Regions from separate parts of the Mus musculus genome. Here region 2 is linked to region 1. Evidence: chromatin contacts called from public promoter capture Hi-C data. All regions are on one chromosome and are shown on one strand. The core of a region is the stretch at or near the end of the contact, and the rest is flanking DNA. Distances in the headings are between cores, read along the strand shown.

What was found. Promoter capture Hi-C pulls out the DNA fragments that hold promoters and counts their contacts.
Region 2: a promoter capture Hi-C map of hippocampal neurons shows a contact between it and region 1, with 4 times the contacts expected there. The contact joins the promoter of Zfp202 here to the enhancer-like site in region 1. A contact is called at or near these places in 7 of 39 promoter capture datasets (embryonic stem cells, frontonasal cranial neural crest, hematopoietic stem and progenitor cells and 4 more) and 1 of 115 datasets of contacts at active chromatin or transcription factors (astrocytes).

Annotation. Positions count from the first base shown.
Region 1 is chr9:37,635,252-37,639,405 of GRCm38.p6, forward strand. The region is part of intron 7 of Siae (sialic acid acetylesterase); the gene reads left to right. Among named protein-coding and RNA genes, the nearest start is that of Tbrg1, 20 kb to the right of the region's middle. Within about 2 kb of position 2,085, at least 12 of the 459 cell types and tissues checked have an H3K27ac peak or open chromatin away from gene starts, as enhancers often do. A contact at or near this core is called in hippocampal neurons, where this site is marked.
Region 2 is chr9:40,190,061-40,194,214 of GRCm38.p6, forward strand. It overlaps Zfp202 (zinc finger protein 202), which reads left to right and starts at 2,256. Exons shown (of 7, transcript NM_030713.2): 1 at 2,256-2,377.

The DNA of each region.
Region 1 (4,154 bases), core at 835-3,334:
GTGTAATTTTGTGTGTGTGGTATGTGCTTGTATGGTGTGTGTGTGTGTATATGTGTATTTATGTGGTCTGTGTCTGTATGCTGTGTGTTTGCGTGGTGTGCATTTGTGTATATACCACAGTGTGCATGTAGAAGTCAGAGGACAGGCACCCAGTCCTCATCTTCCTCCTTGTTTAAGACAGGGTTTCATTGCTTACCACTGCAAACACCAGGCAAGCGGGTCTACATGTTTCTGGGGGACTTTCTTGTGTGGGCTTCCCATTTTGTTACAGAAATGCTGGGATTACTGATGTGTGCCACCTATCCTGGCTTTATGTAGGTTGGGTGGATCTGAACTTGTCTTAATGCTTTTGTGGGAAATGTGTACTGACCCATCTCCCCGGCCACTGTGCCCTGTTTCCCAGAAAGGGTTTTTGTTGACTTTCTTCCACCTAGCATGGCTTAATGACTTACTTTCTTTTTTTACATGTACTTGTTGTTTGAAGGTGACTATGTAGTTCGTATGAAAAATATGCACTTGGATGCATATAACCATGGCATCTGGTCTTTTAAATTTGACAGTTTGCAGAAGCCTCTTACCCTTTAGCCTTAACTTTATCACCAACAAAAATATGCTAGTTACTTTTTATATTACCATATGTATTTATATAAGTATGTGGATTCAAAGGGAAACACCCAATATGACAACTCAAGATAGTGTGGTACAAGGTCTGGGACTGGAGTTACACATCTGGGATTCCTACTCTTTGAGCTGTGTAATTGTGAACAAACATCTTTCTTATTTTAAGTATTGCATGACTTAATCTATGTGAAAACATGCTGGGTGCTAGCATTTATTATTGTTGTAAGAAGTCAGGACATTTGCAGGGAGAGCTGTCTTGTTAGGAAAGATGACAGATGGTGTTTGAAGTAATGCAGCGGTGAGATCACAGTTAGAAATTCAGGACTGGAGCCCATGGAAGAGACCATGGCTGGTGGGGCACTCAAGAGTTACTGATAGACAGGTGGCTGGAAGCATGAGGGAAGGAAGATCTGGAGGCCGGGTTTAAAAGGGATCTTGGAGGAACAGATTGAAAACTTCACTAGTATTTGTAACATCTTTTGAATGTGACCAGTTTTGTGGGTTTTTTTTGTTTGGCAGTTACATATCTTCATTAGTCTTCGTATTTGTAAGAAGCACCATGGGAGGTTGAACCAAGCTTCTTCGCAGTACTTCAGATTAGGAAAAAAACACAAGCATTTCATTTGGGTGTGGAGTATGCTGGTGCCCCCACGTGGCCAGGGTGCAGCAGTGCCGTCTGGACAATTAAGGGAATTCTCAGTCAACTGCCATTTTGAGGAAAGGACTTTTTGACTTTGAGGGTCGATTGTAGTGGGTCTTTGTGTTGAACTTTAGGCTGTTTCTAGTGACTTTGTTGGTTCGTTCCTATTATGTCACTTGCTGGTGACTCGGGTTCCACTTGCAGTCCTTGCATTGAAAGAAGATGGATTACTCATTAGATCTCTCTCTCTCTCTCTCTCTCTCTCTCTCTCTCTCTCTGTGTGTGTGTGTGTGTGTGTTGGTGCAGGTGCATGCACTTATATGTAGAAGACCATAGGACAACTTTGGGTATGGTTGGTCATGTGCTATCCATCATTTTTTGAGATCAAGTCACTCATTAGCCTGGAATGTGGTCTCTGTTTCCACAGTGCTGGGATGTGATTTCTGGTGATCAGACTTTCCATGCAAGCCCTGTATTGGCTGAGCTGTCTCCTCAGCCTTATTCTTTTAGTTTTTATGAGATTCTGGTGTGAAGCACAGTTTGTCATTTCCTATGTTAAGACAGATTTGCATGCTGAATCTTAACAAGAGAACTGGAATGTTCCTTTAATTCTGTGCCATAGTCAAGGCTGTGGCTTGTCACTGTTTCAGCTTTCTGTTTTCCTAATGTCACACTCGTCACTCACGAAGCAGAAAACATCTTTAAAGTTTCTTCTGGCCATGTGATGATATGAGGCTTTTTTTTTCTTCTGGGCAGCAGGATGAGTAAGACTGGATAGAACAGTCTGTGTAGCTTCCCTGATGGGGTCAGACGTTTTGAAAGAGTGTCAAACGACAATTTGGATGCTGGCCAGACTGTGGTCTGATTTACTGTTAGATCGTGTTTGTAAGAGAGACAGAAAGTAGGTGGATGTCTTCCATTGGCTGGAACTAGGACTGGGAAGAAGGTGCTGTCTAAATCAAAGAACAGTGTGCTCGTAGGAACCAAAAAACTAAGAAAGTAAGAAATAGCAGGAAATACTGTGTCACAGTAGTTGTAAGGTTTTTTTTTTCTTCTTTTTTCATTTGATCTTTTATTATGGTATACTAGTTATATATAATGATAGGTTTCATCAGGATATTTTCTTCATGTACATAAGCAATTTGGTCACATTCACCCCATTACTCTCTCTTGTCCCCTCTCCCTCTTGCTAATCCTGCTTCTCTTTCCAGGTAGCTCCTCTTCATGTCATGTGTGTGTATGAGTGTGTATGTGTGTGAGTGTATACTTGTGTGTCTGTCCATGTCCCAATGCGGTATCATGGGTGCAGGTTTGCTTATCGGAGCTTGGGTACCTTACCAGTAGCTACATCACTGGAGGAAATGTCTCTCCTTATCAACTGTTAACTACATATAAATCCTCAGTGGAGGAGCAGGGGTGGGGGTAGGAGTCCATGAGCCCCTCCCACTTTCATGATATTGTTGACAAGCCCAGTCTTTTACAGCTTTTATGCAGGTAATCACAGACATAATGAGTTGTGAGTTCCAGTATAACTCACATATAATGTAAGGGTATATGTATCCTTAGATACACACATAGAGTGTATCATCTTAGAATTCTTCCTAACCTGCTTCAGTATCCACATGGCTTGCTCTCTCTTGTTTATTTTGTTCATTGGCTATATCTCTCCTCTGGAATGTGATCTTGTAAAATTTTTGCCTTTTTTTTTTTTTTGTCTGTGTTAGAATCAGAAGTTAGTGGTCCATTCCTCTAAAGGTATACCCTTCCTTTGACTTTTACATTCTTCTCTGCTTCTTCCTCAATGCTCCCTGACCTTTGGAGGGATTCATACAGTCATTGAATTTATGCTTGGCATTCAATAGCCATTTGTTCTCAGTACTTTGACTAGGTCAAGAATCTTCCAGGAGCCTCTGTTCTTTGCAGGCTAAGGGGCATATCAACTTTCAGCATGAAGTAGTTAGTCTTACTGCTCACTGTCTAGAGTCTAGCACTTACCCTCACTGCTCCTTCACTAGCCAAGACTCCCATTGACTTAGTGTCTCTTATCAGAGCCTTCCAAACCCTCCTTGCTTCTACCTTGACTCTTTAGGACATTCTCAGAGTATCAGTCAAGGTTCCAGGGTCCCCCCTCTCCCATTTGAGTGGCAGCTGATGCTAACAAGGCCAAGTATGCTTTGCTCCCATCACCTCCTGACCTTACTTCTCAATGCTCTCTACCTATTCCATTTGACTCATACTGGCCGCCTAATTTTTTTTCCTTACATACACTAGGCGTACTCTGACTTTAAGTTCTTTAATTCTTTTTTTCCTGCCTGCAAAGTGTTTATTTTCTATTGCTACATAGTACTATATTTAGCAGCTTAAAACCATCCAACATATATTTATTTATTATCTCGCAATTCCCATGAGTGTGATGTGAGCTGGGACACAGATGGCTTAGCTACAGCCTCTGCTTGTGGTTACAGAAATGGTGTCTGGCAGAGCTTGAGTCTCCTCTGAGACTTGGGGTTCTTGTTTAACTCCCATCATTGTTGGCAAAGTTAATTTTCTTGAAGCTGCAATAGGACTTATGGCAGTCAGATTTCTGAAGGGCAGCAGGGCCACTCCATGGCACCAGACCTTGTCTGAAAGGCATCCCTGACTTGGTCAGGCTCACCAAGCTTCCCTCCTTTTTGGTGATCTTGAAGCCAACTGGTTAGCAACATTACATCTGCAAAGGCATTCTTTGCCGTGTTACAGGATGTAATCATAGGAGTAACATCCCATTACCATAGTCTGTTAGTGAGAAGCAAGCTTCAGGTCCCCATCACAAAGGATGTAATATCATATAAGGATATAAGGGTCATATAAAGGTCAGAGTGTATCATCTTAAAATTCTTCCTAACATGCTTCA
Region 2 (4,154 bases), core at 1,006-3,505, 2.6 Mb after region 1:
ATGAACTAACCAGTACCCCGGAGCTCTTGACTCTAGCTGCATATGTATCAAAAGATGGCCTAGTCGGCCATCACTGGAAAGAGAGGCCCATTGGACACACAAACTTTATATGCCCCAGAACAGGGGAACGCCAGGGCCAAAAAGGGGGAGTGGGCGGGTAGGGGAGTGGGGGTGGGTGGGTATGGGGGACTTTTGGTATAGCATTGGAAATGTAAATGAGCTAAATACCTAATAAAAAATGGAAAGAAAAAAAAAGAAAATGGAGTCATCTTTAACAATCTACAGAGAATAAAGTAACAGTGATGAAAGGAAGAGAACAAAGGACCAAACTTGATCCAGGAAAAGTCTGTGTCTATTTCACCAGGCCAAGGGATGCCCAGATAACTGGACAAAAATCTGTGTCCCTTACACACCCTTGCCATGTGTTTGAGTGTGGAAGTTATTAGCACTTGAATCAGTGGGTCTCAGTCAATCTGTTGAGAGCTGAATAGAAGAGAAAGGCAGGAGAGAGCAAAATACCCTCTTTTAAGGCAAGGCATTGTTTCATCCTGATATACCAAGAACCTGATCCTGGAACCTGCTGATGCCGGGTTTGCAGCGACACCCCACCTTCACCTACCTGTTCTGGGGCTGGATGTCGCCACCAGTTTCTCAGCTCTCCATTCTGCAGTCCACACAGATCCTGCACCATCATCTCAGCCTCCATAATTGGAGGAGCAAATTCTCATACTAAACCTTCATTACTTAGTACCCTTCTCGGGGTACTTAGCCCCATTAACGATAGAATTTTAAAATGCACTAAGAAGAAACCTCAAAGACAATTTTATTAGACAAAACAAAAAACAAAAAACAAAAAACAAAAAAAAAACAGAGCAGGCAAACTAAATTTCAGTTTCAGCCCCTGCCTAGAAAAAGAAAATGGACAAGAGGAAGAAAACAAACCTGTCATTGTAAGCAGTCACATAGTGCAGCAGAGGGAGGGATACTTCAGAAAATAATAGAAAGGCTCCAAGTAACAGAAAAAGCATACTTTGGCTCTGTCCAGTGTCCTCAGATAAAGATTTAAAAAAAAAAAAAAAAAAAAAAAAAAAAAAAAAAAAACGAAGGGGAGGAGGAGGGGGAAGAGGAACAGGAAGAGGAAGAGGAGGAGGAGGGGAAAAGTATACCTTAGTCAGGACTCAGAAGGGCAGACAGACCTGCCCATTCTGGCACTGACTGCCTGAACTGAACAGAATCAGGTTTCTGAAAAAGTACATTATCTATCTCATTAAAGGGATACCGTCACCAACTCCCATGTCTTTTACCACGGTATTAAGTGAACTTGCATTCTGGTGGGGTGGTCAGGTGATTGGCTGGGCACAACTGGATTAAATCTCACGATTGCTCGGTCTTCAGCCAGGCTAGAGGTAGACTCCATCCACTCCTTTGACCGAAGAACAGTCTTCCAGTTGGGGCTTCAACAAAGCTTTGATCAAGGGTGTTGTAACACCCTCTGCAGAACACAGCTGCCTCTCTAGCAAAAGCAATTAACATGTCCAGTTCAAAGTATGCTAAGCAGTCTCGAGCAGTTTGTCCCATGAACGGAAACGGTTTTCAAGAAATGGCTGAAAGGAGAAGACTTGCACATGTCACCATGTGACATTCAGGGCAAGATGGACTATAGAAGTGTTAGGGACAAAGACAAAAATGAACAACTTAGATCAGGGAAGACAGTGGCAAAGAGGCACCAAAATAGCACACAAAGGTTAATAGACAACACCACCATTTCCTTACTGAGCTTCAGTCTACCTTCCAGTTTTTAGTTCTAAGACCAACAGTTTGTGTTTTTTCAAGACGGACAGAGTTGACAGGCAGATGTTCTGGCGGCCCGGCAACAGCTGTGCATGAAGGAGCCAGCATTCAAATCTAAACCTTTCTTTTTTTATTCTTCCATGCTTGAAGGAAAAGAAAACTGCGTGGGAAGGAGGGGATTCTCTTGTGGAGATGTAGATACCAAAACCAACATGAAAGATGAAAACAAAACCCTGTAGGAAGTGGACAATGAATACCACGCCTAGGAAGGTGATGGGTTTGCCGCAAAGGGGACTGGCCATAGAGGGCAGCAGTCCAGGGAATGCTTCCCGGCATGGGTCTCACTGGAGAAGCCCCAGGCTTCGACCAACAGGAACACAACGAGTGGACCAAACCTCCTACAGCCTAGACAGGCTCCAGCACCCCTTGGAGGTGGGGCGAGTGGTCGCTTCCGGTTCCGGGCGCAGAGGACCCACGTGTTCCGACCCGCTGGGCCCCGCGCGACTCGGATCCCGCTCGGCTCTTTCGGCCGGGAGTGGGTGGGGGAGCACCGGGCAGGGGAGGAGCCGCCGGAGCCGCGGGAGACGTGAGTGTCGGGGACCTGGCCGGCGAGCGGGCACCGCAGCGGGCGGGGAGGGAAGGGCAGGAGCATTGGGAGGGGCAGCAGACCCCGCCCCCCCGGCGCCGGGGGACAGCGCCTGCCAGGGAAGGGGTGGCGGCGGGGTCCCCGCGGCCTGGGCGTTGTAACCATGTCACCTCCTCGCGGCCAGAGCCGGGACGTCCGGAGACAAGGGTGGCACTCCAGGCTTCTCTGCCCAGCCACCTCCTTCCGCCCCCTCTGGGGGCCTGCGGACATGCACTGTGCCCCTCGGATTGCGTCCATACCAACCGCTCCGGTGCGCTAGAAGCCAGTGGGGTGTAGCCTAGGCCCCTTGACGCCCACCTTCCCCTCTCTTCAGACTTTTCACTCTGCATCGCACATTGCTCCAGAGCCCTCCCTGCAGGTTTTGCCTTCCCTCCTTCCCAGCGAACCCCGCCCCCTTCACATGCGATCTTATCACCTGTGATCCTTGCCAGTCCTTGGCCGTCTAGCGTGTGGCTCTCACCTGGCTTAGTGACAGGCTCAGAACTTCCCTGTAGAGCTAGAGGCTACTGTCTGCACTGTCTGAACTTCTTTCTTCCTACCCCTGACAACCAGCTCGGGGACCTCTTCTCCAGCTCATCTCACCATCTGCGGGACTTTCCATAGTGGACTGAAAGTTTGCTAGTTTTTTATTCCATGGCCGACCTGGTCCTCTCACACACTTTCCCCTGGGCTGTGGCTGTCTCGTATTCTACACATGGATAGCGCTGTCTTTTCTCTGTGCAGAACTCCCCAAAGGGAGATCTCTAGGTCCAGCTTATCGTCTTGGTCGTGGTTAGGAGTGCCACATCTAGGGTTTTGCTGTCAGGTTATTCTGTCCATAGTCTACAGGTGAAAGGCAGTAGGGAAAGCTTGGGGCAACGAAGTCACAAGGCATCTCTCTGTGCAGCTTTTTCTTTGAAGCAGCCCCATGGACCTTAATCCAGAAAACAGTTTCAATGAAGTGTCAGGATGGCTGTGAGAAGCTTGCTAGGAGAAGCAAGTGACAGTGGGATATTTGGAGGCCATCAAATATCTTGAGTCACTTTCTGCTATTGCTGCCTAACATAAAAGGGTTAGGAGGAAGGCAGTACATTTTTCTTCTAAGACAGCTGCTGACCTTTCCTCCTGTCTCCTATGTACACACCCTTTGCATTCTACCTGTATAATTGCAGGAGACAGTCATTCCAAGGCCACTGCAAGACCTACATCACTATTGAGGGACTCCTGTCGTTTCAGAATATACAGGTGTGGTGACTATACCACTCAACACAGGCATAAAACAACCCTAGGCTTTCTGTTTTATTTTCCTCTCCTGCCTGAATGTCAGCGTTGCTGGATAAGTTTGTGCTTTTCTGCATGAAACCTCAAATTTACTTCCTTTGCCCAGATAGTGGGTATGGAGTTTATCATACATGAATCCGCATGTAAGACTGAAGTGGTGCTCTGTGTTCTGTATTGACCATTTTGAGAAACACTATTTTTGGCCAGACCTCCCTCTTGGTACCTGCCTTACAGAGGTTTGAGGACAAAGACTTGCAAATACTAGTAGTGTTGACTAATCTTTGATGGGTGATCTTACCATTCGAGTGTGAGTTATTTATGATATTACATGCTTTTAAGACAGAAAGCCAAATGCTCTATTATCTTTTGTGGCATGTTAAGATGAAATACTGATGAGGGTTTGTTTCTGGTTTGGTTTGGTTGCTTGCTTGCTTGTTTGTCTTAGGACAGTGTCTCT